Regions from separate parts of the Sus scrofa genome. Here regions 1, 2 and 3 are each linked to region 4. Evidence: chromatin contacts called from public Hi-C and promoter capture Hi-C data. All regions are on one chromosome and are shown on one strand. Each heading gives the region's core, a stretch centred on a gene start, on an enhancer-like site or on the middle of the called end of the contact. The rest is flanking DNA. Distances are from core to core; before and after follow the strand shown. Region 1 holds the start of PHKG1 (phosphorylase kinase catalytic subunit gamma 1). Region 2 holds the start of CCDC189 (coiled-coil domain-containing protein 189). Region 3 holds the start of CCT6A (T-complex protein 1 subunit zeta). Region 4 holds the start of FUS (FUS RNA binding protein).

Region 1 (5,277 bases), core at 951-3,450, 500 kb before region 4:
TCTTTTAACCCACTGTGCTGGGCTGAGGATCGAACCTATGTCCTGGCGCTGCAGAGATGCTGCCAAATCCCACTGCACCACAGCAAGAACTCCAATTTTCCTATTTTGACTTTTCCCCCCTTATTTTAGGGATCTCTTACAGCAAGGTGAGTTAAGTGGTATTCAGTTGTTACCTCCTGTCCTCTGCTAAGTGCCCCATTCTACCTAATCATTTTCCCCAAGGATCTGAATGACCCAGTCCACTATTGGCCAATCCCCCAGCATATTCCCTCCTGAGTTCACCAGGAAGCACTCCTTTGCCCATTTTCCTAGAGGTTTGGGACCTCTGAGTTCATAGTGGTTTGTTTTTTGTTTGTTTTGTTTGTTTTAGGGACAAACCTGCGGCATATGGAAGTTCCCAGGCTAGGGATTGAATCAGAGCTACAGCTGCTGGCCTACACCACAGCCCCAGCAACACCAGATCTGAGCTGTGTATGCAACCTACCGGCATCTCATGGCAATTCCACAGTAACTCTGGATCTTTAACCCACTGAGCAGGGCCAGGGATCAAACCTGAGTACTCATGGAAATTACCATTACCCCTGAGCCACAACAGGAACTCCTGAGTTCACCGTGTTAATGCCTTTTAACATCAAAGGCGTGATGGTGTGCAGTTGGTACCCAAGAATTTTTGAATCAATGAATCAAAGGAAAAGGAGCCACCACTGACAAAATCTAAGAGTCTGGTTAATCTGGCCTCTCCCTGATGGGAGCCATGGCTATGCAGAGAAGGGCACAGGGAATAATCCACTGGGTGTATTGGCCTTTTGCCTTGAAGTCAGAAGGAGTTTTTGCCCTGCCTTGAAAGTGTAAGCCAGCAGGAATCTACAGCTTAGAATCAGGAGAGGGAAAAAGGGCTTAGTGACAGTAAAAGGTGTTCTCATCCTTGGGGCCAGATGCTGCATCTTGATGAGCTGGAGGCGTTTATGGATAAAAAAATTCCTTTTTAGATAGTAGTTCAAAGTAGTCCCCCAGAGTGAAAGAGATGGAGAGCCTGATGTAATGAAAGGAAAGCACATGGACCCCTACCTGGGGTTAACCTAGGCCCTCCTCACCTACTTGACAACCTTGAGCAAGTCACAATCTCTGAAACTGGAAAAATACCAATAGTGTGGGGGAATCAGTGAGAGTGTGTGTGAAGTGCTTTGTAAAATGCTAATTAAGTGAGTATTCATGGGCTCAGCATCTGTATGGAGCACTGTACTACTCTCTCTTCATTTGGAATATTAGAATCAGGGATTTGAAGAAAAGGTAGCTTTTGAGTGAGGGTGAGCAATAGATAAGTGTCTACTGTGTGCCAGCACCTTGCATACATTACTGCCAATTCTGTCAGCCTCTTAAGCTAAAATCACCCTGATGATAGAGCCCATATGCTTTTCCTGGCACATGGAACTCCTCTCATTCATTAGAAACTGCAGGCTGGAGTTCCCATTGTGGCTCAGTAGTAATGAACCTGACTAGGATCCATGAGGTTTGATCCCTGGCCTCGCTCAGTGGGTTAATGGATCCGGCACTGCATAAGCTGTGGTGTAGATTGCAGACTCTGCCCAGATCCTGCATTGCTGTGGCTGTGGTGTAGGCTGGCAGCTGTAGCTCCAATTCCACTCCTAGACTGGGAATTTCCATATGCCACGGGCGTGGCCCTAAAAAGACCAAAAGAAAGAAACTGTTAAGGATGAAATCATGGAGGCAGATCAAGATGGATTCCTGAAGGGATGTTCCCTAACCCTTGAGGTCTGCATTTTGTAGGACAACCAAACCAACAGTACCTGAGTGGGTCCCGATGCCTGCGTCCTTGTGGCAGCCAGGGCTGCAGGTGGGCATGACAGTGGCTGGGGTGTTGCCAGGGCTCCGCTCTCAGCACACACATGAATGGCTCCCAGAGAAGCAGGTCCATTCCTGGCTGTACCTCCTCTAAGCCTGGAGGCTGAGTGAGCTCCAGAGGGCGGCTGCCTCGTGCAGTCTGTCCTGCCTGCTCCCAGGCCACCGGAGCTTCCTTCACCCTCCACCAGAGGTCACCCCCCGGTGAGACTGGCCCTGGCCAGGGCGCTGTTCTGCTGAGCCTTGGCCCGCATCCCAGGTTGCAGTTGTGATTTATTTTTGGCACATCGGCCTTCCGTCATCAAGTAGCGAAGCCCGAAGGAAGAGCAGCAAGACATCCTATTCTGGCCACAAGTGTCTGCTCGGGACACGCTTCAGCCCTCTGTTGTCCCCTCTCCCCAAGGGGCTCCAGGACCTTTGGGGTTTCTGTCACATTGACTCAAGAACCTGCGAGGACATAAGCGGTGAGTAGCTGGATCAGGAGGGGAGAGGGAGAGGTTGTGAGGAGGGAAGACCACCCCCCAAAATCCATTAGCCCCTCTACTCCCCCTTCTGAGGGCAGGTGGGCCCAGGAGAGTGGCAGCACTGACTCCTGAAGTCCCCTCCCAGGTATTTGTCTGCGGAAAGTAGATCCCTGGGACTTTGTTCTCAGGGAGGGATGTTATGTTCCAAAAGGGACCAGGCTGCCTACCCCCACTTGGGGACCCTGTTCCAGAGGCGTCTTGGGAAAGGCCTGGGGAGTGCAGGTGGGGGTGGTGGACAGAGGCCCAAAGTTGGCCCCAAGCTAGGGCTGGAGCAAGGGAAAGAGGCATGATAAAGCCCCCCCGCCCACTCCAGGAACTCAGCGAAGCCGGCAGTGCCAGGGAAAGAGGCCCCTGGACTGGATGGCATCCTGGGCTGGGTCAGATACACCCTCTGCACATGGAGGGCCGGGGGAAGGAAGGAGAGACTTTCCCCGCCTGGCTTTGGGAGGTTAGAGACGGGGGAGAGACACCCACCTTGGGAACGTAAAAGGACTTACCAGAAAATGGGCTTTTTTTAATGGGGCACTGACATGCCCGTGCTCAGCTGGGGTTGCTGACGAGCGGAACAGAGGCCGTTCAAGCGCCTGCTGCTGGCAGAGGAGCCTGTTGTTATTCTGATCCTTCCTCTGGTAACCAGGCACCAGGCAGTAGGGACACCAGACTTCCTGGAACAGCCAGCCTGTCCCGAGGCAGCCAGGGCTGCTCCTTGGCCAGTCAGCAAATTGGCCCCTCCGACAGGCCAGGCCTTCTTGGGCCCAGAAGGGGCGGTGGAAGTGAGAGGAGAGGCAGCTTTGGCCTTGCCCAGTGGCAGCTCGTGCCCGTTTTCTATCTGCCCCTCTTCCGGTCAGTACATCATTTTCTCCATTCCTGAAATCCTCTGGCTGCGGGAGGAGTTCAGTACACTACGGCCTCCACGTTCCTGAAGCAACGCCAGCTCAGCTCCTCTGGATCTCGGCCTGAGGGTCCTGGCTCTATACTGTCCCAGCAGGACCTCTCGGGGCTCACTGGCCACCATTAGGTGGGACACAAGGCATTCTGGGAACAGGACCATCCTGCTGGCAGGAACCTGGACCACAGGGATACCTCCAGCCATTGAGTTGCATCCACGGAGCAGCACCTGTAGCAGCTGCACTGGGCACAGTGGGGAGGGATGGCTGGGACGTCCTAGAGATGGTCACAGATGATGGAGGAGATGGCAGTACACTGACAAGTGATACCAGAGGCTGGGACCAGGTCTTGCCCATCAAGCTCTGCGTTCCTCAGAGCACCTGGCACAGTACTACTCAGTGTATGAAAGAAAGGATGGAGGGAGGGAGGCAGGAAGAAGGGAGGCAGGAAGGATGGAGAGAGATCATGAAAATCCGGTTAAGAGCCGAGTGGGTGCGGAAGCAGCAGTGGGAAGCACCGGGAGTCTGTCCCGAACGGCAGGGTTTTTTTCTGGGAAGGACAATTACAACTGGGGAGATAAGGGGAGGCTATGGGAGCGGCCCATCTGAAGGTGAAACCATTGAAGTGTCTCGCTTTTCCCACAAGAGCAGAGATCAGGCAGAGGGCAAGCAAGCCCAGCCTCATCTCAGAGAGGAAAGGAAAGAGGACTTGAATTTGTCCTTCACAGAGTTTCTCGGAGGTTCTTCTTAAAATCAAGGGTGTGCTGGCCCCAAAGTGTGGGGCCCAATGGCCTGATTCCTGCCTCAGGCCCAGGCTTGGGCCTCACTGACTATTTACATCTCCTGGGGGGAGCAACAGCTTACAAGGAAAACACAGAGGAAGCCACACGGTTCCCTGGGGTCACAGGCCTCTACAGACAGTGGGGAGAAGCAAGCTGGGCTCTTTCCAAAGCTTTTTTTCAATTCACAAACATTTAGTTTGAAGAGTTACAAGAGGCCAGCCCTATGCCAGGAAATACAAAGACGAGGGCAAGATGGTTGCAGCCCTCAAAGAGCACACCCCCTGGAGTTCCTGTTGCGGCTCGTGATTAACAAACCCAACTAGCATCCATGAGGACGCGGGTTCGGTCCCTAGCCTTGCTCAGTGGGTTAAGCATCCGGCGTTGCCATGAACTGTGGTGTAGGTTGCAGACGTGGCTCAGATCTGGGGTTGCTGTGGCTGTGGCGTAGGCCAGAAGCTATAGGTCCGATTCAACCTCTAGCCTGAGAACCTCCATATGCCATGGGTGTGGCCCTAAAAAAGACAAAAAGACAAAACAAAACAGAAACAAACAGCACATCCCCTAGGTGAGGGAGGCTGACAGTTCCTTCTGTTCCCTTCTTAGAGCCTTTCGGAATCACCTCTAAGGAGCTGGACATGACCAAGGACGCGGCACTGCCGGAATCCCACTCAGCACAGGGCTTCTATGAGAACTATGAGCCCAAGGAGATCCTGGGCAGGTAAGGCATGAGGTGTCATCCTAGGCTCCGGCCGGCTCTGCGGGCTGCAGCCATCTCTGCTTGACCTTGAGCACAGACCCCACTGCCACCCCCAAAGCACTGTTCACTTGGGGAAACCCTTAGATTGGGGTCCTGCTCTCCTGAACCAGGATGGAGGCGGCGGGTATAAGAGCACCCAGATCAGAGACCTCTCCCAGCAAAAGGTGGCCCCAGTGCCACAGACAATATATCGAAACTCAGCTTTGGGCCAGGGTCAGCATCAGAGGGAAGATTAGGGCCCTAAGAGGTTGGGGCTTCTTCCTCATGTCTTGAGAAAGAGCAATGAACCAGGAGCCAGGAGGCTGGAGAGCAGGCTCCCTCCTCTTTGGCTCCAGGCAAATCGCCCTCTCTGTGCCTCCTCCATCATCCCTCAAAGCTCACAGGAAGTTGGGGGACAAGGCAGGACACCTTAGCCGTGGCCTGGACCTGAGCCTCCCCCTGGTGAGGGGCCCCCAGGACTCTCTGTC
Region 2 (5,379 bases), core at 1,212-3,711, 310 kb after region 4:
TGCCGTGAGCTGTGGTGTAGGTTGCAGACACGGCTCGGATCCCGCGTTGCTGTGGCTCTGGCATAGGCTGGTGGCTACAGCTCCGATTCAACCCCTAGCCTGGGAACCTCCATATGCCGTGGGAGCGGCCCAAGAAATAGCAACAATAACAACAACAACAAAAAAGACAAAAGACAAAAATAAATAAATAAATAAATAAATTAGTGCACACATACCAATTCCCATTCAGGAGCCCTTCTGCTTTTATGTGTGTGTGTGGTTTACAGTCACTTTCACCCTAATAGCTAAGACAGTGTTTCTTTTCCTTTTTTTTTTTTTCCCAGCCACACCCACGGCATGCAAAAGTTCCCAGGCCAGGATTCGAACTCATCCACACAGTGACAGTGCCAATCCTTAACCCACTGAGCCACCAGGGAACTCCCAGTAATTTTTTTTTTTTTAACTATCTTTGTCTCCTCCAAATCTACACCAGTGCCAAGTACACAGTCATAATACAAATACATGTAATACTTTTAAAACCTGAATTGGGAGTTCCCGTCGTGGCGCAGTGGTTAACGAATCCGACTAGGAACCATGAGGTTGCGGGTTCGGTCCCTGCCCTTGCTCAGTGGGTTAACGATCCGGCGTTGCCGTGAGCTGTGGTGGAGGTTGCAGATGCGGCTCGGATCCCGCGTTGCTGTGGCTCTGGCGTAGGCCGGTGGCTACAGCTCCGATTCAACCCCTAGCCTGGGAACCTCCATATGCCGCGGGAGTGGCCCAAGAAATAGCAACAACAACAACAAAAAGACAAAAAGACAAAAAAAATAAATAAATAAAACCTGAATTGTACTCTTAACCAAGTCATTCAGATTCCAAAGTCTCTGTTCTTATCCACTGTGATTTGCTGCCCAAATATAAAATCAATTGTGTGTGTGTGTGTTTGTATAGGCAGGGAATTCAGCAGCCTGATTATCAAGATCCTTTCCTCTCCAGGACCTTTCCCAGAACTTAATTAAGCTTCCTAGATCCTAGGGTTCTGGCCCTACCCCTCAGCTCCGATGTTCCTGGCTCTGTGAGAGGGGTCTCATCACGCGTTGGCCCTTCCTGGGTCCCAGGCGCCTCTGGCCCTGAAGACAGCTCCCCCTGGCTCTCATGGTGTCGGAGAAGGGCTTCCACAGTTTCATCCAGCTGAAAGGAGAAAGCACCAAAAATGTTAGGAATCCCTCAGGTGCTTCCTAGCATGATACTCCCTTTCTAACAGAGAAGTCTGAGAACTGGCAGCTGGATCAAAGCCCAGTCTTGTAAAGGAGAGGGGCATTCACCTGGGCCCAGTAGCGATTGACAATGAGGAGTGTGGCATCATCTGTAGCCTGCCTCTTCTCCAGTTTCTCAATTCGTTCTCGGAGTTCATCTTCACAAGCCTGTCTCTGTTCCAATCGCTCTGCTAGTTTCTTGTTCTTGAACTGCAGAACCTTCAGGTCCATCTCCTCCTACCAAGGAAACAGAGGGGCCGAGGAGAGAGAGGGTCAAGAAGGGCCCAAGAAACCAATCAGAGAAAGAGACAAAGGAAAGCAGATAGAACGGATGTGAGAGGGGAGCAGACTGCTAACAGGACATACAAAGCTCAGACACCCACGGAGGAAGCGTCTTGTTTGTAAGGAGCGTCACGTTCTGCTCCTGCCTCTTTCTACCTGAAGTCTGACATGTCTGTCACACGCTCTCTGGGAACCTGTTTGCCTATCTGCGAGGGGAAGGCAGACGTCATGTCCTAGGTTTCCTTCAACAGAATGCTCTGTAAAGTGGATCTGGTTAAACTTGGGGAACTGGGAAAACGGTTCTGGGAAGTTGGGCGGGCTGGGGCAGGAGCCCACGAACCGTGGAAGAGATGCCCCCAAGACGAATGGGCTCTATAAGCGTTGTTGTTGTCTTCTCCTCGCGGTTCAGCTTCTTCTCTGGGGGCCCCGAGCCCCCATCGCCGGCGGCGCGTTTGTTGCCGGGCCCAGACATGGCCGCGGCGGCGAGGAGCGGCCCCCGGTCTCTCGAGGACGTCAGGCAGGCGGACTCGGCACTTCCGTCACCTGCAGAAGACAGAGAGTAGAGCTGGGGAAGGGGACGGAGGTCCGCAGCCACGAGCCTACCCCCGCACACAGCTGCCGGACCCCGCCCCGCCGGCCCCGGGCCCCTCACCAGCAGCAGGATCAGCCTAGCGCCGCCATCTTGGACTTCACCGGACGTCACTGGGCACCCCCGCCCCCCAGCACAGAGCGCAGGCGCCAGAGGCAGCGCCGGATGTGGCGAAATCTTCTCCAGTTCCTGTTTCTATTGGTTGTGCTTTGTTCCTCCTCTTGCGTCCGTTTGGTTTCTTTCTGAACACCTCCTCTTTCTCTCAGTGATTGGCCGGTAGGCAGTTGCCATGGTAACTGACAACACACTTCCACTCCGCAGTCCTAATAACGCCGCCTGCCTCAGATTAACAACTTCGAAGAGAGGGCACCGGGGCGGGGTTTGCATCTTATTATGCATGCGCATTCTCTTCTCACAGTTTGGCGAGCACGGTACACTTTCTCCCTTCCTACTGGATCCTCCTTAGCAACCGTCACCGTTGAGACGGAGGGACGCCCCCAGCCGATTGGCTGTACCCGGCCTCTCTGCAGCGTAGATTGGCTGAAGCGTCGATAAGGGCCAGGCCTTGGCAGTCGCCGCCCGAGATCGGCTGTCCCAGAACCGAGGCAGGATAAAGACGGTGGGGACCCGCGACACAGAGGAGCGACCAGATGATCCGCCGGAAATCCAGCCAATTCCGGCGACTGAAAAGGCGGTCGGAGCTGGACCAGCACTCCGAACTGCGGCGAGAACATGAGAAAGACCATGAGAAGGACCTCAGCTCGTTGGATGAATCGGCCAAGAGGATGGGAACAGGAGTGCGGACCGAGTCAGGGACCGTGGCCTCAGTGGATGCGAATGAAGATCCTGCAGCCAACTTGTTCCCGGTGAGGACAGGTCAGAGTGGTCTGCTCATGAATGTTTATAAAAGGGCTCCCAGGCAGGGGGCCGTTTGTTTCCCGGGCTGCCTTGGTGAAGAGGCAGGCTTGAACTGCTTGTCAATACGCTCATGAATAGTACTTAGGGATCGCCGAAGCCCAGCCCGCCGGTATTGCTAGTACACAGTTTTTAAGATGAGAAGGCAAGGTATCGCGTTGTTAGACCACCAGAGATTCACCAAGGGCAAAGAACCACGGGCCAGGACTAACAACGCAGCTCTGCCTTTCCCAATCCGCTTTCTCTCCCGCAGCCGCCGCTACCCCAGCCCCGGATCTGCATATGGTGAGTGTGAAGAGCTTTGAGGGAAAGTTACCCTTCACACTTGTATTATTCCTTTAGCGCTTCCTTACGAGCCTGTCAAACAGGACGGAATTCCCATTTTACAGACAAGGAGACTGAGGCCCAGAGATACAATTACCCAAGATGACTATAAGCCAGGTCTCCCGCTGCCTCAGTGACTTTGTTATAAAGTTACACAGCGAGTTAGTGGAAGAGCCAAACCTCTTAACTCAGGTCTCTTGCTTCCCAGTCCTACGCTCTAGCCATCATAGCCTTGTCCTAAGACTAATGCATAATGGCCAACACCTTTTCCCCTCTTTTCCTATGATAGGAAGTACCTCGACATCCATTCCATGCAGAGGCTGGAGAAGACAACCAACGTGGAGGAGATGAGGGAGTATGGCGGGGAGTAGGGACAGGAAGAACTGGCTCTTGGAGAAGGCTGAGGCAGTGGGCTGGGAAGGCATGAGGAATGCCTGGCTCCAAAGCACCTTGTGACTTAGTGTAGGGTGGTGAAGGGAGATGAAGGGAGACTCTAGTTGCCACTCATTCCTTCCTCTCTCCTTCCCAAGGGTGCTGGCTGAGTTGTTGGGGCTCAGCTGTCCTGAGCAGAACCTGCGAGATGCCATCACCCTGGACCTCTTCTCCCACATACTCATCTTCTGCCGCCATCAGGGCTTCTCACTGGAGCAGACATCAACAGCTTGTGCCCTGCTCCAAGATCTTCACAAGGCCTGTATCGGTAAGAGGAGAGGCTACCCGAGAGTTGAGTCCAGGGCAGAGGAGGAGGATGGCACAAGTGACCAGGGGAGTCAAAGCAGGATTACCACCTGAAACCATGGTTCTGACATTACTAGGAGTATCATCACACACAACTTATCTCACCTCACCTTTCAAATCCTCCATTTCCTATTTTTTTTTTTCTTTTAAGCGCTACTCCCATGGCATTCGGAAGTTCCCAGGTTAGGGGTCAAATCGGAGCTACAGCTGCCAGCCTACATACACCTCAGCCACAGCAATGCCAGATCCTTAACCCAGAGTGGGGCCAGGGATCGAATGTGCATCCTCCTGGATACTAGTCGAGTTCATTACTGCTGAGCCACACGGTAACTCTCTATTTCCTTCTTTCTTTCTTTTCTTATTTTTTGTGCTTCTTAGGGCCGCACCCGCGGCATATGGAGGTTCCCAGGCTAGGGGATCTAATTAAAGCTACAGCTGCCAGCCTACACCACAGCCACAGCAATGCCAGATCCGAGCCGTGTCTGCAACCTACACTGCAGCTCATGGCAGTGCTACATCCTTAACCCACTGAGCAAGGCCAGGGATTGAACCCACAACCTCATGGTTCCTAGTCAGATTCATTTCTGCTGTGCCACGACAGGAACTCCTATTTCCTTATTTATTTATTTATTTTTCATTTGTTTTTGTCTTTGTGCCTTTTCTAGGGCCACTCCCATGGCATATGGAGGTTCCCAGGCTTGGGGTCAAATCGGAGCTGTTGCCACCGGCCTACGCCAGAGCCACAGCAACATGGGATTCAAGTTGTATCTGTGAGCTACACCACAGCTCACCGCAACGCCGGGTCCTTAACCCACTGAGCGAGGCCAGGGATCGAACCCTCAACCTTGTGGTTCCTAGTTGGATTCGTTAACCACTGCGCCACGACAGGAATTCCTATTTCCTTATTTCTAATAAGGATATAGCAATAACATTATGAAACTGTTCTGAGAAATAGTATATGTGATATATGTAAATATATGTGCATGGTGTTCCGTGAAATAACTCCTGCTTTATTCCTGGAACTGATTTCCTACAGAATGTTTAACAAGACTTAAAATTATGTATTTCTTGGCTTGTTGTAGGTCACTCTGACCAGAATATAAGTGTATTAAGGGCAGGACCTCCTCTGTCTTGATCGGGGCCTAGAGCAGTACACAGTGGGTACTCAATATTTGCTGCCTAGATCTGGCTACTTCTAAAGCTTCTGCTCAGGAGTTCCCTGGTGGCTCAGCAGGCTCAGGATCCGGTGTCACCACTGTGGCTCAGGTCGCAGCTATGGTGCGGGTTCACTCCCTGGCC
Region 3 (5,258 bases), core at 1,834-4,333, 470 kb before region 4:
GGGCTCCACCTGTGGCATATGGAAGTTCCCAGGCTAGGGGCTAATTCTGAGCTGAAGCCACCAGCCTATATCAGTCACAGCAACTTGGGATCTGAGCCACGTCTTCCACCTACACCACAGCTCACAGCCATGCTGGATTCTTTAACTCACTGAGCAAGGCCAGAGAGAGAACCCACGTCTTCATGGATACTAGGTTGGGTTCATTACTACTGAGCCAAAAGGGGAACCCCTATTTTTATTTATTTATTTTTCTGCTTTTTAGGGCCAAACCCATGGCATGTGCAAGTTCCCAGGCTAGGGGTCCAACTGGAGCTACTTCTACCAGCCTACACCACAGCTATAGCAATGTAGGATCTGAGCCAGGTCCGTAATCTACACCACAGCTCACAACACCAGACCCTGAACCCACTGAGCACGGCCAGGAATTGAATCCACATCTTCATGGATACTAGTCAGATTCCTTCCTGCTGCTGCCACAACGGGAACTCCCCAACTAAGTGCCTTTTTTTTTGGGGGGGGGGTCTTTTTAGGGCCACACCTGTAGCATACGGAGGTCCCCAGGCTAGGGGTTGAATCAGAGCTGTGGCCACTGGCCTACACCACAGCCACAGCAACAGGTGATCCAAGCTGCACCTGCAACCTACATTGCAGCTCATGGCAATGCCGGACCCCCAATCCCCAACCCAATGAACGAGGCCATGGATCGACCCTGGATCCTCATGGATACTAGTCAGATTCTTTTGTACTGAGCCATGATGGGAACTCCCCAAGTGCTTTTAAATGGAAGACCAGCAGCTCAGCATTACTTGTCACTGAGCTAATAACTAAAATGAAAAAATAAATTAACCTTTTTGGTTTAATGTTCATCAGTGGATCCTAAGTCACTGTGTGTAAAAGTTTTGAAAAAACAGGATATTCATTGTGGTTGTCACTCACACATTCTTAATTACAAAGGATCCAAATTACAAAGGATAACGGCTCCTGCACTGCTTGTTTCCTTATTCTCCTTTAATCCAGAATAGTTCTCCAGCCTTTTGTCTCTGGGGACACTGACAGTTTTAAGAATCTAAGCCAATCATTTTGCAGACTACCTCATTAAATTAGGTAAAATTAAAAAGACGTGTAGAGGAGATCCCATCCTGAATCAGCAAATACAAATCTAACTAGCATCCATAAGGACGCAGGTTCAACCCCTGGCCTCATTCAGTGGGTTAAGGACCTGGTATTGCCGTGGCTGTGGTGTAGGCCAGCAGCTACAGCTCCGATTTGACCCCTAGCCTGGGAATCTCCATATGCCACAGGTGCAGCCCTAAAAGAAATAAAAAAATTAAACTAAAAAGACATGTAGATATGGCTTTTCTGACATCATCAAGTTTAAACCATGCCTCCTATTCTGGTAGCACAGGTTACCAGTTAGCCCACCAACAAAAACATCTTCCAGGTTAGCTAGTCTTTACTGAAAATATTTACAAACACTTAGCTGTTGAAAATCTATGATGCACTAGTATGAAAACTCTAAATTTTATTCTAAATTCAAAACAAAGGCAAGTCCTTTCCTCTTCTAGGATTTGAACTGTTATGTTTTGGGAACTTAGGGATGAGTAAAATGACTGTTCCTCCCAATAATCTCATATTGTTATCCACTGAAACTTTAAAAATGGAAAGATGGTGTAAAAAGAAGAACCGCTGTTTTATTTTTATTTATTTATTTTTGGCCTCCACCAGGGCATGTGCAAGTTCAGGGCCAGGAATGAATCCACCGCACAGGAGCAACCCCCAGAATGCTGGGTTTTTTGGTTTTGTTTTTTGTCTTTTCTAGGCCCACTCCCACAGCATATGGAGGTTCCCAGGCTAGGGGTCTAACTGAAGCTGTAGCCACCGGCCTACACCACAGCCACAGCAACACGGGATCCCAGCCAGTGTCTGTGACCCACACCACAGCTCACAGCAACTCCAGATCCTTAACCCACTGAGCAAGGCCAGGGATCGAACCCGCAACCTCATGGTTCCTAGTCGGATTTGTTAACCACTGCCCCACGACGGGAACTCCCAGAATGCTGTTTTAAATAGGAAAAGTATAACCATCCTGTCGCATTTTGCCTACCTAATTATGTCAATCGCCACTAGTTTTTTAGATTTTATTAGAATTAATTTTAATAATGAAAACCCTTTAACTAAGGCCTTAAATGGCAAAGGTAGGGATTCAAAAGTAAGTTTATTAGACTCCAGGGCTCCTCTCTGTACTGTACGGTCCATAACAGTACTGATTATTTTTTCTACTCCTTCCATTGTCTGGAAAACTACCTGTTGAGAGCGATGAATTCTTCTACCTTAAAAACGAACATTAAAAATCTCACCATTTCATGAAGCAGCACATTGCCATCTTTAGTAAGCTTGATGTCTCCAGCACCAGAAACAAGCCTGTTCAAATGGGCAGAAATGAATCACAACGTGACTTTCTCAACGGAGACCAAATGAAAAGTCGCACAAAAATGGGGCTCTACCCAGCCCCTCAAGGGTTGATGCTCCGCTCCCGCTAACAGGAACGGTGCAAGCGCCCACCCTCCCGGCCGGAAACAGTCCTCAGGGTCGCTTTAAGTCCCAGAGAGCGGAGGAGCGCCGCGCACGCGGGCAGCTTTGTTCTCCGCGGAGATCACTTGAACCGCAAGATAAAATGGCCAGGGCAGAAAATGGGATCGACCCGTGGCAAAGGGGGAGGGAAATGGGCCGCAGTGGCCAGTGCAGAAGCCCGGAAGCGGCGGGCTCCAGGCCGCGGTCCCCCTTGTAGGCCCGCGAGGCGCGCGCCTCCCCACCAGCCCCGCCTTACATCTTCATGGTGCCCTTAGGCCCCAGGTTGGTCCTCAACACGTCTTGCAGCCCCCGGGCCGCGCTGATGTTGACCGCGAGCGCCGCCTGGGCTCGGGCCACCTCGGCCTTGGGGTTCAGTGTCTTCACTGCCGCCATAGCTGATCCAGCAGAGGAGGATGAGGATAGCCGGCGTGCTAACAGCTCACAGCCGGCTCGGCGTGGCCGGGAGGCGCTATCCGGGTCTTCTGGAAAAGTCGGGCCCGTCGAGCCCGCCCCCGGCGTGCCCGCGCGCCGCTGTCATTGGACCATGACTCTGCCGGCGCCGCTCATTGGGTCGCAGCTGAACGTAGCCCGCCCCTCGCGTCGGCCGCGGCGCCATTACGCTCGGGAGGAGCGTGTTCCCAGGCAACTGGGACGTGCGGGGCTCCCGTGTCGCCGCTGGCCAGGGCTAGCCTTTGCGGACCCCAAGCCCGAGGACGTAGGCGGGGCGGGCTTGTGGGCCGCGCGCGTCGGGGCGTGACTGAAGAGGCGGCTGCTCTTGCCCAGAGGTGTTCGGCCGCAGGGTTAGGGTGGGCCTCCTCCCTTTCCTACTCGCACCTTTTGGCCTTTTCTCTTGTTGCTTCTTTTACCCAGGTTGTCAAGAGTTTCCTTGACTACGTAGTGTGTGCTTGATGGTGTTGTAGGTGCTGTGGGGCAGAGTTAATCCGATAAGCACCCTCGCCTGGCGTCCTAGCTGTTTTAGGCTTAGGAAAGGTGAGGAGATAGAATGTATGATGGAAAGTGCTAGATTTCTGGAGAAAGCTACAGGATTGGTGCGATAGCAGTTGAGGAGAAGCAAGAGTCAGTCCACCCTTTGGGCTCAGGACACCATGCTGAGGCCTCAGATCCTCAAGGCAAGTTCCAGAACTTAAACATGGTTGGGCAGTGGTGTTCGGCCTTTGAGAGGACTCCTTTATTCCGAAAGATGGCCATGGTTGTTTTTTAGTATCCAGTCCCTCACCCCCCCAGGTACTCTCTAATGTTTTGTATGATGTTTTTATAGATGATAACTAAAATTGATCAGAATTCAGATGATGTCAAAAAGTATATAGTGAAAAGTCTTCCAGCTGAAGTTCAACTTCTTCCTGACTTGCACTTTTAGCTACATGATATCATTAGATACTCAGCATTCCCCAGATGCTTTCTGGATTTATAAGTAAATATATAGAGGAGTTCTCTTGTGGCGTAGTAGGTTCAGGATCCTGCGTTGTCACTGCAGTGGGCTTGATCCCCGGCCCAGGAATTTCCACATACCCTGGGTGCAGCTGAAAACGAAAAAAATAAATATGTACTTAAATACAAAAATTTTCCCCACACAAAATGGCAATTTATAATACTATTGGGAGGAGTTCCCATCGTGGCTCAGCGGTTAACCAATCTGAGTAGAATCCATGAGGAACGCAGGTTCGATCCCTGAGTGGGTTGCTCAGTGGGTTAAGGATCTGGCCTTGCTGTGAGCTGTGGTGTAGGTTGCAGATGCGGCTCAGATCCTGGGTTGCTGTGGCTGTGGCCTAGGCCAGCAGCTGCAGCTCCGATTCAGCCCCTAGCCTGGGAACCTCCAGGTGCTGCTGGTGTGGCCCTAAAAAACAAATAATAATAATTTTAAAATAATACTGTTGGGTGTGTTACACCTAAAGTGTCTTGAAGATTGTAACATATCTATACAAATAGGGCTTCCTCACTAACAGTTGCATGGTTTTTTTTTTTTTTTTTGGTCCTTTTGCCATTTCTTGGGCTGCTCCTGTGCAACAGCACAGCTCACGGCAATGCCAGATCCTTAACCCACTGAGCAAGGCCAGGGATCGAACCTGCAACCTCATGGTTCCTAGTCAGATTTGTTAACCACTGAGCCACGATGGGAACTCAGGTTGTTTCCAATCTTCTACTAAGGCTGCAGTGACTCTCCTGGTATAGAATGTTTTTAAGTGGCTTTGTATATTTGAGAATCAAAAAAGCATCTCTATAAAATTTGATTACAGGGAGTTCTGTTGTGGCTCAGCAGTAACAAACGGGACTGGGATCCATGAGAAATTTGATCCCTGGCCTCCCTCAGCAGGTTAAGGATCCAGCTATAGGTTGCAGACAGCTTGGATCTGGCGTTGCTGTGGGTGTGGTATAGGCTGGTGACTGCAACTCTATTTCAACCCCCACCTAGCCTGAGAACTTCCTTGTGCTGCAGGTGCAGCCCTAAAAAGACAGTAAATAAGAGTTCCCGTCGTGGCGCAGTGGAAACTCTCTGACTAGGAATCATGAGGATGCAGGTTCGATCCTGGGCCTCGCTCAGTGGATTAAGGATCTGGCGTTGCCGTGAGCTGTGGTATAGGTCGCAGAGGTGGCTTGGATCTGGTGTTGCTATGGCTGTGGTGTAGGCTGGTGGCTTCAGCTCCAGTTAGACCCCTAGCCTGGGAACC
Region 4 (5,610 bases), core at 2,245-4,744:
CGGAGCTGTAGCCACCGGCCTACGCCAGAGCCACAGCAACGCGGGATCCGAGCCGCGTCTGCAACCTACACCACAGCTCACGGCAACGCCGGATGTTAACCCACTGAGCAAGGGCAGGGATCGAACCCGCAACCTCATGGTTCCTAGTCGGATTCGTTAACCACTGCGCCACGACGGGAACTCCTACCCAAGATTTTTAAGAACGCTTTTAGGGTAAGGGTCAAGCAGAATGATTCCTTCCAAGAAACAGGTATGAGATAAAGCCGAAGACACCTTACCTCCGCCACCCCCTCCACCACCGCCACTGCTACTGTTGTACTGGTTCTGCTGTCCATAGCCCTGAGGGGGATTATAGCTTTGCTGCTGTCCATAGCTTTGCTGCTGTCCACCATAGCCAGATTGCTGGCCATAGCCCCCACTCTGGGGCTGCCCATAGCCACTGCTCTGCGAACTAGTACCATAACTAGGGAAAAAGAAAAAGAGTCATGATGCCAGCGTGTCCAAAACGTCCTTTCACTTTCAGTGCATCCCATTCTCTATACCCAACAGATACGGCCCCCATCACTCCTCCTAACGACTCCAACTGCTTAGGAGTCATTACTCCTTACTAACTCGCCCCTGTCTTTCAGTCCTCTCCCCTCTCTCCACAACTCCTTACCTTCCCGAGGTGCTGCTAGGAGCTGGCTGCTGGCCATAGCCAGGGTATGAAGACTGCTGCCCGTAAGACGATTGAGAACCCTGGCCACTACCATAGCCACCAGTTGAGCCATATCCCTGGGGAGCTGACTGTGCGCCATAGCCTGCTACGAGAAAAAGAAAAAAAGTCATGAATTGAGGAATGAGAATAGGTTGATGAAACACTGTATACATCCCTAATGCTACCTACACCTGAAGCCAGCCTCTTGAACCACCGCCAATCACAGCCCAAGAGATCCCTCTCCTTTAACAGCATTTAACCAGCCTGTGATGTACATCTCAGATTATTTACCCTTCAGCACCTAAGGGCAAATTCCACCTCTTTGTGTATCAATGTGATATACAGTATGCTGATTTCCAACGTCTTCAAGCAAATCATTTTCTCCTTTTATTTTTTTTTATGCTTTTTAGGGTCACACCCACAGCATAGGGAGAGTCCCAGGCTAAGGGTCGAATTGGAGCTGCAGCAGCTGGCCTACACCAAAGCCACAACAGGATCACACCCAAGTTGCGTCTGTGACCGACACAACAGCTCACAGCAACGCCAGATCCTTAACCCACTGAGCAAGGCCAGGGATCAAACCGGAAACCTCATGGCTCCTAGTCGACTTGTTTCCGCTGCACCATGATGAGAACTCCCCATTTTCTCCTTTTAAATATCAAAAACTTAAAACTCTTTTCCCTTTAGGGAATATTCTTCCCCAATTTCACTTTCATTCTTAGGGGAAACAGGGAGAAGTGCAGCATAAATCAAAAAATGCAAAGTCAAAGAAAATAAAAGGAAACAGAATTAAGTACTTGGAAAGAACTCAAACTCTAAGTAGCTTGAAGGATCACAGACTGGTTAAGGGCAAAGAAACTGGGGGACAGTTTCAACAGTTCAGCACTGCTTAGGTTTAAGAAAAGCAACATTCAGAAAAAGCAGGAAGAGGAAGGGTGACCCACTTAAAAAGACTCACTGTTCTGGGTCTGTCCATAAGAACTGCCATAGCTGCTCTGGCCATAGCCTGAAGTGTCCGCTGACTGGCCGTAACCGCTGTAACTCTGCTGTCCGTAGGGCTGGTTGCTCTGCTGGGAATAGCCCTGCCCAGGCTGGGTGGGGTAGGCCCCGTAGCTGGAGAAGAAAAGGCAACAACGGTGCTCTCAGGAAAAGACACCTTAGCCACCCTTGCCCCCTACAAACTCTGGAAACCCAGAAATGACACTCACCTTTGGGTTGCTTGTTGGGTATAGTCTGCAAAACAGAAAAATACAATCATATTAACATTACCTTCAGCCACCCCTAAGAGAACAAACTAGAGGTAAAGGCCTCAACTCAAGCCCCAGAGCCCCTAGATGTGAAAATTGACAAGGCAGAAATCCCCTCCTGAAACCCTAGTTGAGAGGGGCAAGACGGCAGACCAAAGTCAAGTTTTCTCACAATAAAGACACACCAAAAAAGCGAATTTCTACCGAGACCAAGAGGCCTTAAGTACTGGAAAAAGCAAGAGTCCTGGTGGACAACTACCATTTTTCTGCAACTTCAACTGATATCCGGAACTGCACAAACTGACTCACATGTTTTCACACCCACTCTATGAGGAAGGTATCCCCAAGAGTCCAACTGAAGCCACACAGCTGCTTGAGCAGAACAGGCTTTATTGCAAGCCAGAAGCAAAAACGTTCCGATTGTAGCCTGCACTTTCTCAACCCAAAGAAAGTCTCAAGATCTGGAGAGAGGCCACCCTCCATCCAATCTTGGAGACAGGAACAGGGGGCTTTTAGTGCAGAGCCAGCTCACCAAGAAGGGAGAATTCTTTGACCCCAAACGACAGAGATCGCCATCAAAGAGCGGTCGCCTCGAGAGGCAAGCCGACTGGTACTCAGGTCCTCAGCCCTACGGCTCCCAACGAGTTCCTATCTCCCCTGCCTGCCTCGGGGCTGCGGGGAGACTTGGCGAATCCAAGGTAACGAAAACGCCACAAGGAAGACAGCACAAGCCTGATCAACTCATCTCGATACAGGAAACAGCTTTCCCCGCAGGAAACGGCAAAAGGATCGGGAGAGGGTGTGGCCTAAGGCGGCCGTTCCTTTCAGTTCCTACCTCCCAAGGAGGAAAATTTAGGCGGGAAAAGCCTCACCCGGTCCCCAAGTCCGTTGGACCACCCCCTAGCCCCCCACCCCTAGCCGTTAAACGGGCGCGCGGTCCCGATCCAAAGCCTCCGCCCCCAGCCGCGTGGCACGCGAGGCGGGAACGAGGAGGTCCCGCCCCTTCCCGAGGGACCCCGGGAGCGAGGCCCACACCGGACGAGCGCCGCGGAGCTGCCGGTGGAGGGTCTCGCGACAAAAAGCAGGGCCGACACGAGGCGGGAGGGGGGTTCGCGCCGCCAGAAAAGGGGGGAGGGGCCAGTAGAGCGCGTGCGCGCACCGAGTGCCCGGATGCAGCACTGCGACAAAGCGGGCCCGAGCGCGGGGCTGGAGACGCGGAGGAGAGAAGGCTACGGGGACCAAGCATTTCCATCCGCGTCTCACGTCCCCAGTCACCAAGAAGAGTTCCTCCCAACCCTCACCTAAAGGAAAGGGGCTGCAAAGGGAAGACCTCCCGCCCTGCGCGAGGCGCCAGCGGAGCGAAACAAAATGGCGACATCGGCCTCCCCCTTCCACCCCTCTCCGCTGCTTCCCGCCAGTGGTGCGGAGAAGATCCTACATGCGATCGCTGCCCGGGCCCCACCGAGAAACAAAAGCCCAACTGGGAGCTTACGAGCTCCAGGGCTGGCGCGCCACCGCCGCCTCGCGCACTTACATACCGTTTGAGGCCATGTCCGCGCACGCGCGCACAGGCCGGCAAGCAACAGAATTCCAACACCGCTGAGCACCGACGCCTCGAGGACTGAGCAGCCCCGCCTCCTGCGTCGAGGTTTATGTACGCCTCCCCCGCCTACGTATCCTGGGGGAATGCACCAAATGCGGAAAGGAAAAGGGGAAGCATGGCCGGACTCCTGCCGCCCTTCAGGGAATATATAGGGTCCTAGCCGGCAGAACATAATTGTTATTCACTAAGAACCATGCAAATAATATATATAGCCTTATTTTTTCTGAGAAATAATTTATATTTTCTCTGAAGGACGAGCCAAAGATTCACTTCCACCCCTATAAGATCATAATGGTACAGTCCGATTACCCTCTGGGGGCGGGGCGAGGGGCCTAGGGCGTCTGCGGGCGGAACTGTAGTCAAAGCCGGGAGTCGTGGGGCGGGAACCGAAATTCCTCAGGCTGGCCCCTTTCGCTGGGCCTCACTTTCACTCCGGATAGCGAGCTTCTCCGCTCCACTGCCCTTCCACTGCATCAGATGCATCCTCCCTCCCGCGCCAGCCTCCCTCTCTTGGTTCTAACGTCCCTCCCCCGACCACACACACTACCTTTCTTCGTCTTGGTTTTCACTCATCGTCTTTCAGGGTTGTCCTTACCAGGGCTTGTGGATTGTGACGTTTGACGTGAAAGCAAGCATGGAGTTTAGCTCGGACCCCTGGGTCCTGTTTTGATTAAGCATTTATGGCCCACCTACAACCTCAAAGCTTGGCTTCTGACTCGCTGTTGGACAGAAAAGCCCAAACAATCCGGAGATTGAGATTATATCAGGGTTCTCCCAGCCTTTTGCTGATAAAGGGCTGGGAGTATTTTCCTGAAACCCTACGGAGGAATCAATGTGCAGATCCAACAATAATTGATATTTGTATAGGGCTGAAGTGGCTTCAGAATGCACAATTAGAGAGTTCTCTCAGGGCACAGTGGGTTAAAGATCTGGCGTTGTCACTACTGTGGCTCAGGTGGCTGCTGTGGCAAGGGTTCACTCCCTGGCCCCAGAACTTCTGCATGCAGTGGGCGCGGCCAAAAAAAAAAAAGCCCAATTAATTGCTTTTCCATCACAATCTTACGAAGAAAGATAGCAAGGCTATCTTTTATACACCAAAAAAATGAGACTCAGGCCAAATGCAATCTATGATTATGGAACAGCCAAATGTAAGGGGTCTAATTCGAATCCAGGTCTGTGTGGCTGCAAAATACTCCTTTTGTTAGTTATACAGACATTTTGAAGTGTTCTGAAGCTTGTTCACTCCTTATGAGAAAAAGGACAAAACATGAAATTCAAATTAACTTGCAACTTGCACTCTCATCAGCCTTGCCTGGAGAAGGAAAGCTGAAAGTATTGAGAAAGGTCCCTGGTGGTCTAGTGGCTAGAATCAGGTGCTTTCACTGCTACAGCCAGAGTTTAGTCCCTGGCCTGGGAACTGAGAGCCCATATCCAACCACTGCACACTGAAGGGTGGGAAGAGGTGAGTATTAAATAAAACAAGGTAAAGGGCATTATTCCTGGTACACATATACCATGCAGATTTTCCTTCCCAACTTATCTTTGACACGTGTTCCAAAACTTCCCTTGTAGGCTGCAGACATTTTCCTAGAGAAAACAGCTATGCCCTTGGAGTTCCTATTGCCATGCAGTGGTCAACAAATCTGACTAGGAACCATGAGGTTTCGAGTTCAATCCCTGGCCTTGCTCAGAGGGTTAAGGATCCAGTGTTGCCATGAGCTGTGGTGTAGGTTGCAAACGTGGCTCTGGCATAGGCCAGTGGCTACAGCTCCAATGAGACCCCTAGCCTGGGAATCTCCATGTGCCACGGGAGCAGCCCTAGATAAGGCAAAAGAAAGAAAGGAAGAAAGGAAGAAAGAAAGAAAGAAAGAAAGAAAGAAAGAAAGAAAGAAAGAAAGAAAGAAAGAAAGAAAGAAAGAAAGAAAGAAAAGAAAAGAAAACAAACAGCTATGCCCACGAACTTCTACCCAATTCCTAATTTCGGCTGTGATGACCTTTGAACACCCTGACACCCACCCCACCACCACTGAGAGGGCAGTGTGACCCTGAAGTGAGGGCAAACA

The links. Promoter capture Hi-C pulls out the DNA fragments that hold promoters and counts their contacts. Hi-C and Micro-C count contacts between places; a contact is called where the count stands out from the background.
Region 1: a contact with region 4 is called in a Hi-C map of skeletal muscle, with 6 times the contacts expected there. The contact joins the promoter of PHKG1 here to the promoter of FUS in region 4. A contact is called at or near these places in 1 of 5 promoter capture datasets (liver), 1 of 47 Hi-C or Micro-C datasets (skeletal muscle) and 1 of 2 datasets of contacts at active chromatin or transcription factors (skeletal muscle).
Region 2: a contact with region 4 is called in a Hi-C map of heart right ventricle, with 2.5 times the contacts expected there. The contact joins the promoter of CCDC189 here to the promoter of FUS in region 4. A contact is called at or near these places in 1 of 5 promoter capture datasets (fetal liver) and 1 of 47 Hi-C or Micro-C datasets (heart right ventricle).
Region 3: a promoter capture Hi-C map of fetal liver shows a contact between it and region 4, with 3 times the contacts expected there. The contact joins the promoter of CCT6A here to the promoter of FUS in region 4. A contact is called at or near these places in 1 of 5 promoter capture datasets (fetal liver) and 1 of 47 Hi-C or Micro-C datasets (heart right ventricle).

Annotation. Positions count from the first base shown.
Region 1 is chr3:16,819,842-16,825,118 of Sscrofa11.1, forward strand. PHKG1 (phosphorylase kinase catalytic subunit gamma 1) reads left to right here and starts at 2,201. Exons shown (of 10, transcript NM_001293144.1): 1 at 2,201-2,324; 2 at 4,657-4,771. The coding sequence starts at 4,689. SUMF2 (sulfatase-modifying factor 2) reads right to left here. Exons shown (of 9, transcript XM_021086361.1): 9 at 1-2,307. The coding sequence ends at 2,235.
Region 2 is chr3:17,633,693-17,639,071 of Sscrofa11.1, forward strand. It overlaps CCDC189 (coiled-coil domain-containing protein 189), which reads left to right and starts at 2,462. Exons shown (of 8, transcript XM_013992414.2): 1 at 2,462-2,969; 2 at 3,272-3,303; 3 at 3,632-3,697; 4 at 3,873-4,042. The coding sequence starts at 2,754. It overlaps RNF40 (E3 ubiquitin-protein ligase BRE1B), which reads right to left and starts at 2,298. Exons shown (of 20, transcript XM_021086412.1): 1 at 2,167-2,298; 2 at 1,855-2,057; 3 at 1,302-1,469; 4 at 1,026-1,167. The coding sequence starts at 1,986.
Region 3 is chr3:16,855,736-16,860,993 of Sscrofa11.1, forward strand. CCT6A (T-complex protein 1 subunit zeta) reads right to left here and starts at 3,084. Exons shown (of 14, transcript XM_005662018.3): 1 at 2,828-3,084; 2 at 2,358-2,421. The coding sequence starts at 2,964.
Region 4 is chr3:17,323,071-17,328,680 of Sscrofa11.1, forward strand. FUS (FUS RNA binding protein) reads right to left here and starts at 3,495. Exons shown (of 15, transcript NM_001287420.1): 1 at 3,483-3,495; 2 at 1,906-1,930; 3 at 1,656-1,810; 4 at 659-803; 5 at 279-463. The coding sequence starts at 3,495.